2 separate regions of the Mus musculus genome follow, and region 1 is linked to region 2. The links are chromatin contacts, called in public Hi-C maps. All regions are on one chromosome and are shown on one strand. Each heading gives the region's core, a stretch centred on a gene start, on an enhancer-like site or on the middle of the called end of the contact. The rest is flanking DNA. Distances are from core to core; before and after follow the strand shown.

Region 1 (3,367 bases), core at 597-3,096, 110 kb after region 2:
TTTTCTTCAAATGCCTGGTTATTTCTTTCTTTCACTGAAGCAACGGCATGCGTGTTTAATGTCCATAGAACTGTATGAGGAAAAGACAAGATATTTTTACATTCAGTGGGTTCCCGATCTGAGTACTTAAAGACCTCTGGAGCTAACATTCAGGTCACTAAATCCTGAAATTACTTCTCAGCTGTGTTGCTTTTGCATCTCAGGATATGAGGTCCTCTCTGGAAGTTCCCAAATAGACACTGCAGCTTTAAAACCTAGTCTATGGCTGTTAACTGCCCAGAATTCCTCTACATCGTCTACAGAACTCTCTTCACTGTCCTTATTCTTCTTGAAACTTTCAAAAGTCCCAATTATCACACTTGTAAAAGCTCTTTCCTCCTCTAGGACATTTGATCAAATCAACCTCCGGGAAAGCTTTGGCAATTATATTAGCATCTTATGCTGAGTAGCCATGATCCATGTTCTACTTAATAATGGCTCTTCATTGACAATTGAACAGAATACTCTGGCCTCCTAACGTAACTTCATTTTTACCATCTATCTTCTCAAACTTCTCTAGCTGCCTGCTGTGTACCCAGAAAGCAAAAGGAATTAGATGTCTAAAAGATCGGCTATGGGAAATACTTGTGAAAAAGAAGGGAGAAATGACATAGCAGGGGTCCACAGACAAAGCCCCTTTGCAGGCTGTGACATTTACACACAGAACAGTGTGTGTGCCAGGATCCTTAAGAAGATGTGTCACAACAGTGTCAAGAAATCATAGTGAGGGTGGTGGGGACCCTAGAACTAAGACTGTCCATCAGAGATGCCAAGTATTGAAAAGGTGTATGGTCAGTTAATACCTTTGTCATGCCTGGCCGTGGCTGGGATCAGTAGTCACAGACAGACAGAACTTCTAATAACACCAAGGCTGTTCCCAAGGTTTAAAGTGGGGGTTATCTGTCCACTGCCATCCTATATAGTGCATTTATAGCCGGCATCTCAGAGCAACACTTCCAGGACAATCGCAATAACCTACCTTGGCTGAGTACTTAAAGATCTCTGGAGCTAACATACAAGTTACTAAAGCCTGAAAACAAAAATAAAAAATTAAGGGATCATTTATAGTTAATAATAATGATAAACCAGAATTTACAATTAAATTCTCATGCTCCATGCAAAAAACAGAAAAAAAAAACAGGGATAGTCATATGTATGTGAAAATTAATAATACAGAGAACACAGTATTTTAATAAGCAAAGAATGGAGGGAGACAAAATATAATTTAATTTTAATCTCCGATGCAGAAAGAATGGCTTAGTCATACAAACAAAAGAAAATAAAATTCACACAATCATAATTTCTCTTAGTCAAAAAAAAAAAAAAAACAAAATTAAAAAGCAAAGTAGAAAAAAAGTTTAATGTGCTTACTTTTAATATCCTTATATAAGGATTTTAAAATTATTTTAATCAAGGTGTTGTCTAACTTGTGGCTGCTGCTTTCTAGTGTGTACGGCAGCATAGAACAGTTCATTTCAGCGCATTGGTTTTCATTTCATAACTAGCTAACTCAGAAAGAACTCGGATCACAGCAAAGCTAGTCGTTCTCAGTAGCCTACTGACACTTTGTGTTTACGTCACTTTTTTTTTTTCCTTTTGAAATGTGCTACTGTGGGCTTTCTGTGACACTGTCTGTGTTGTCTGGGACCCCGCCAATGTAGGTATGAATGTCCAGAGCCCCGACTGTCCGTGACTGAGAGCAAATTCTAAGGTCTTCCTGTAAAAACTACCAGCCCTTAGTGCTTCCCGCAGCTCAATCACGGTGTGCAATCACGGTGTGCAAGAAAGATGGCCGTTCTGGTGAGGGTTTTAGCGTGCAGACAAAAGCTTTCTGTCACCCTGTGTCCCTCTAGCAGCTCACGCCTACATTTGCTAAGTCAGTGAGCCAAAAGCGATATGGCTGACACTGGCCGGAGTTTTGCACTTTCACGGATGTGCTGATAGCTTGCTTTTGAGTCTTACTTAGTCATTGTGAATTATTTTTCTCTTCTGTGTTGTAATCGTCTAGTTTTTAATTCTTTTCTACGGCCTTGAGTCTTCCGTGCCAGGCCCGGGGTTCCATAGTTTTCCACAGTTCTAATCCGAGCAGGACTGTGAGTAAGAGCGGACATTTTAGGAGACAGAAACTTAAATCGCAGTGATCCCGCCACGAAGCGGGAGTGCATGCTTCATTTACAGGAAGAATCTAGCCATTAAAATAAAAAAATAAAAAAAAAATCAGTGGAGAGATCGGTCTATCACTCGGTGAGATCAGAAAGAAGGTTCCAGAGGGTCGGCATTCCTCGCGGAGCCTCCAGGGTTCTGGTTATCTTTAAAAGCCAGAGGAGACAGAAAGTCTGCTGAGATGGGAAGGTATGCGGGAGCCACCACCTGCCACTAACCTCTCTCCCAAGATCAAGACACTTGGCTGTGTAGTTACCAGCACCGGTCACTAACTTCTTCCAAGGACAAAATGTTTGGTTATGTATTTATTGTTATATGGAAATAGATTTTGGTAGTTCAAAATGTAAAACGTCCTAAGGAGAAGTAGCACAAAGTTTCAGGTTTTCCTGGTTTGCCCAGTTCTTGTGCTTTCTACCACCCAACTACAAGGAATCCTGTCTCTTAGCTTCTTGTGTTCTTGAAAATTTGTTTCAAAGATGGCAAAGAAAATTGCTATTTTTTTCCCCTCCTAACATAAAACATACCAGAGTTTTGAGCTTTTTCTCACCTAAAAATATTCCTTAGTGTCTTTCTCTATTAAGATACTACCTTTCCATTGTAGGGGGGGGGGGGGGAGAGAAAGTGAGCAAGAAAGACAGAGAATATGTGTGAGAGTGAGTGTGAGTGTGTGTGTGTGTGTGTGTGTGTGTGTGTGTGTGTGAGAGAGAGAGTGTGTGAGTGAGTGTGTGTGTGAGAGAGAGAGTGTGAGTGAGTGTGTGTGTGTGTGAGTGAGTGTGAGTGTGTGTGTGTGTGTGTGAGTGAGTGTGAGTGTATGTGTGTGTGTGTGTGTGTGTGTGTGTGTGTGTGTGTGTGTGTGTGTGTGTCTGTGGAAGGACAACTTTCCGGTGCCATCCACTTTGGTTTTCTGAGATGAGATCTCTCTGTGCCTGGAACTGGCCAGGTTAGAGCAGCTGGCCAGTCATCTAGAGCTCAGCCTGCGACTGTCCCCTTCATGTGTCACTATCCAACTCAAGATTGAACTCAAATCCTCACAAATGACAGATACTTTATTATCACTGTGGCCCTCTGTATCTTCTTCTTTTTTAACCATCACATAGTGTGGCTCTAAGTCGTTGGCATGGTAACATGCCACCATAATCTTTAAGTACTGATACTGTTAACTCCA
Region 2 (3,762 bases), core at 1,027-3,526:
TCCAGGTATGCTGTTGTCCCCACATTCTAAGATGGTCCTGTACTTTTCTCCCACAATATTTAGGACGGTAGCACTCAGAGTGTGGACTCTCTAAGCGGCTTTAAAAAGAGAACATGTAACAGCTCATTGAACACGTGAGCAATTAATTTTGGAACAGTTGCAGTATTACAAATGTGATTACTTATTGCAAACCCAATTAATCCAGTCAGGAGGAATGTTAATTACAAAGGAGTGTGAAAATTAGCATGAGTGCATGACTAAGTGCCCAAATTTTAGCTTATTATATTGTCTGCTAATTTACTTTCAGGGTCCTTCTTGGGGAAGTCTCATGAATGTTTGTGCACATGAACGATAAGGAAACATTAGTCCTCACACCAGCCTTGATTAAATCATCTTGGGACTTTCCCAATTAGAAAAACTCACAGCTTTAGAAATGGCTACCCTGGCATTTTAAATAGAGTTACTGAAATTTGCATCCAAGAATGTGTTAATGACATCAAATATTTACAAGTAACATTTTTACTACTCAAGTAATGGTCTTGAAGCTACATGGTTAGCTATTAGCTACTTGGAGTTAACAAAATCATCGATCTTCTTCTACTTGCCCCACACAAGACCTTCAGGGAAAGCCACAACTCCTATCTCCCTCCCATCTCCAGAGGGCGCTTCAATTCACCCAAAACCTTGAAATGGCTAACAGCCACTCACAGCATTACTCCAAGAAGGTAGGAAAAAGCCCAGAATGAGATAGGCAGGAAAATGAAACACAAAGCAAGTCAGAGCGTAACCGATTTTAAAAAATGAAATGAAATAAAACTCAAAACAGTAATCTCATTTCTTGTCTGAGCAATGAAATATGAATCAAAACGAATCCAGATATAATAGAGAGCAATTGGGAAGGTGGCCAAGCTCCCACGAAACCAGCCCTCCAACAGAAAATTTACTAGGGTTGTGTGTTGGTGACCAACCCCTTCTAGATATAAGGGTAAATCAAGGGGGAAAGTCTAGCTAAGTTGATGTGCTCGGCTTCTCCCTTGTGAGAATTTAAGCCTGGGAGGAGAGAACAGTGGAGCTGTTGATGAGAAGGCAAACCAAAGGAGATAATCAACGATGACTATCAGCCCCACACCAAGCGTCCCTGGGCAGCACTAGGCTTGGTGGTGTTTCTTAAACTCAAATAATCATTTGGAATCTTCTCACCAGCGTCCCTTTGTGCTTAAGTGAGAAAAATTTCTTGATGTTGAACAAAACAAAAGTATCTTAAAATAGTCAGAATATAGACTACAAGAGAGTATCCAAGCAAGCAGAAACAAGAACCGACCTTTGAGATGGTTGCAAAGATAAAGCACCTGGGAAAAGAGCATTTGGGGGAATAATGGATGTTTGTCATTTGTTCATTTACTGAGAGCCAGGGAGGCACTGACGGCATTTGTCCCTCACTATCTGCTCAAAGATGTTTATATAATGATAGCAAACAGCCTTGAAAGACAGAGATAGTGTTTGTCTCCAGAGCAAAGAGCAAGTGCCTGTCCAGTATGTCAAAGATAATGTCTCTCTCCAGGACACATCACACAGGTTGGCTCACAGCACATTGTAAAAGACTTAGCTTCCAGATGAGGTATTACTCAACTGTGACACGTCCACTTGGGTTACTCAACCATGGTCCCTGTGGGACGTGAGGGGCAAAGAACCCTAAAGCAAGCATAAAGCTCACATTCCTTGCCTTCTTGAAATAAAGTCTTTCATCTATGTGACCCCAGGAGTCACATGTCTATGTCAGCATTTATTAAACGGTGGCAGGCCAATATCTTAGCGTCAGAAATCTAGAAAATGTTCAGGCCCTTCACGGTTTGTTACAAACATTGCAAATAATTCATCTCAGAATGAAGCCTCTTTTACTCTGTATTCCTGTCTTTCAAGTTGCCTAGCAACTCCCTGGTCACCATCGATCTAACAATCTGCAGTCACCATGCCATGTAGAAAAGTGTGACGCAACCATTTGCTTCTGGAGATTGCTTGAGTTCTCTTCTCTGCCTAACAACCACTGCAGACATTAGCGAGCTTGATAATTTTATGTTGAGCTATTGTTATTTGAGAGCAGTAGCCATGAAAACGACCGTACAGTGCCATGTTCATACAGTTACAGTAGCTGATATTCAAATCCATAGCCAACTTTTGTTTGTTCCATCTGTTTTATTGACTGGTAGATACCAGAGACCCACTTGGAGAAGTTCAAGCCAGGGAGCATGCATAGGGAAATGAGCTCAGGACATCCTGCTGTGATCAATTCCTTTGTTCAGGCCATAATGTAGCTCCAGGGAGCTCCCTAGCAGGAACTTGTGACTTTTCAGCCCTCTCTTCCACAAGCTCCACCTTTTATCTGGTTTGTCTTCCTCCTGTGTATTTGTTCTTCAAATTTGGCTATTATAAAATTTTATCCCTCTTCTAATTCTGTGAAAAGGATTCAGTCTCGCTCACACAGCCCCAGCAACCTCTAGATTGGTATCTTTTGAGTTAGACAGCCCTTCCTAAACATCCACAGATTACTAAACATGGCTACCTGGACAACGGAGGGCATAGTAAGGCAATCTTTAAGGAGATGAAGCTGTGGAAGCAACAGCACAAGTACCAGCTCGAGTACCAAAGCCTCTGTGTTCTAGGTAAAATAGAAACAGCCCCGAATTCAGATGTTCAATGTGAACACTCATGTGCCCTTCTCCCAATCTTCCCATTTCCTGTCTCTTCTGAAAAAAAAAATACATATTTGTCTCCACAAATGCGAAAATTCTGTCTTCTCATTAAATCTTAAAATACAAACAGGTCTTAGATGGACATTTTTAAAAAGTTTGGCAGTGAGGCAGATCCAAAGAACACGACACACCATAGGGAAGCAGAATGCTGAAATACAAAAGAAGAAAGGTACAACTACTTTAGTAAAGTCAGAGAATAAGCCGGGATATCGGAGAAAGCTTGTACTTCCAGCACCTCGTACACAGAGGCAGGAGGGTAGCAAGTTCAAGGTCAGCCATGGCTAAACTAAGGACATCGTCTCAAAAAAATTAAGATGAAAAGAAAACAGAGAGACAAGAAGAGAAGGATACAGGAAAAGACAGAGAAATGAAAGGAGGAAGAGTTAGTAAGGGGAGAAAGGAAGGGAAGAGATTAAAGGTCAGAAAGCCCAGAGAACAAAGATCCCATGGCTATACTTCTTTGTAAAAAATAAATAAATAAAAAAGTTCTGACAAGAATTTAGGCAAAAGGTGTCTTCATATACAATTACAGTAAGCATTAACGAGTTCAAATTTTTTGGAAAGAAACTACCAGTAAAGAGCTAAAAGCTTAAAAGTGATTATATTTCTAACACATTTTATTTCACACCCTACATGTTGGTAAGGGGCAAATCTTTGGTTTTTCAAAAGTGTTTTGCTCACAGAGCCTGTAAGACAGTCTTGGCATAAAGGAGTGTGACTCTAGCTTTCTCTCCACTGCTTGGTCCAGAGCAGCTTCCAGCTGAAGGCCAGAATGGCTTGTCCAGAGCATCCTATACCACAGCGGGCCAACCCCACTGTCCAGAACATCACACATCTGAAGGCAAGGGGTGCACATCACAGAAACACCACAGGAAGCCCAGGCAGCTGCTAGCTTTGGGAGGTGCCATGACTCTTGTCGGCACAAATCCGAGAGAGAGAACAAGAAAGAAAGGCCCAGCTCTCAAAAAAGAAAAAACAAAACAAAACAAAACAAAACAAAACGAACTCTGAG

Evidence for each region. A called contact is a pair of places that touch in the nucleus more often than the background predicts.
Region 1: a contact with region 2 is called in a Hi-C map of embryonic stem cells, with 1.7 times the contacts expected there. The contact joins two enhancer-like sites. A contact is called at or near these places in 7 of 484 Hi-C or Micro-C datasets (the 3T3-L1 cell line, 3T3-L1-derived adipocytes and embryonic stem cells), 1 of 115 datasets of contacts at active chromatin or transcription factors (embryonic stem cells) and 4 of 9 other capture datasets (adipose tissue, embryonic stem cells, liver and 1 more).

The regions. Positions count from the first base shown.
Region 1 is chr6:4,657,210-4,660,576 of GRCm38.p6, forward strand. All of the region lies in intron 1 of Gm38761 (a long non-coding RNA gene), which reads left to right. Among named protein-coding and RNA genes, the nearest start is that of Gm38761, 4.3 kb to the left of the region's middle. Within about 2 kb of position 1,847, at least 5 of the 459 cell types and tissues checked have an H3K27ac peak or open chromatin away from gene starts, as enhancers often do. A contact at or near this core is called in embryonic stem cells, where this site is marked.
Region 2 is chr6:4,548,430-4,552,191 of GRCm38.p6, forward strand. No RefSeq gene overlaps it. Among named protein-coding and RNA genes, the nearest start is that of Gm33959, 37 kb to the right of the region's middle. Within about 2 kb of position 2,277, at least 24 of the 459 cell types and tissues checked have an H3K27ac peak or open chromatin away from gene starts, as enhancers often do. A contact at or near this core is called in embryonic stem cells, where this site is marked.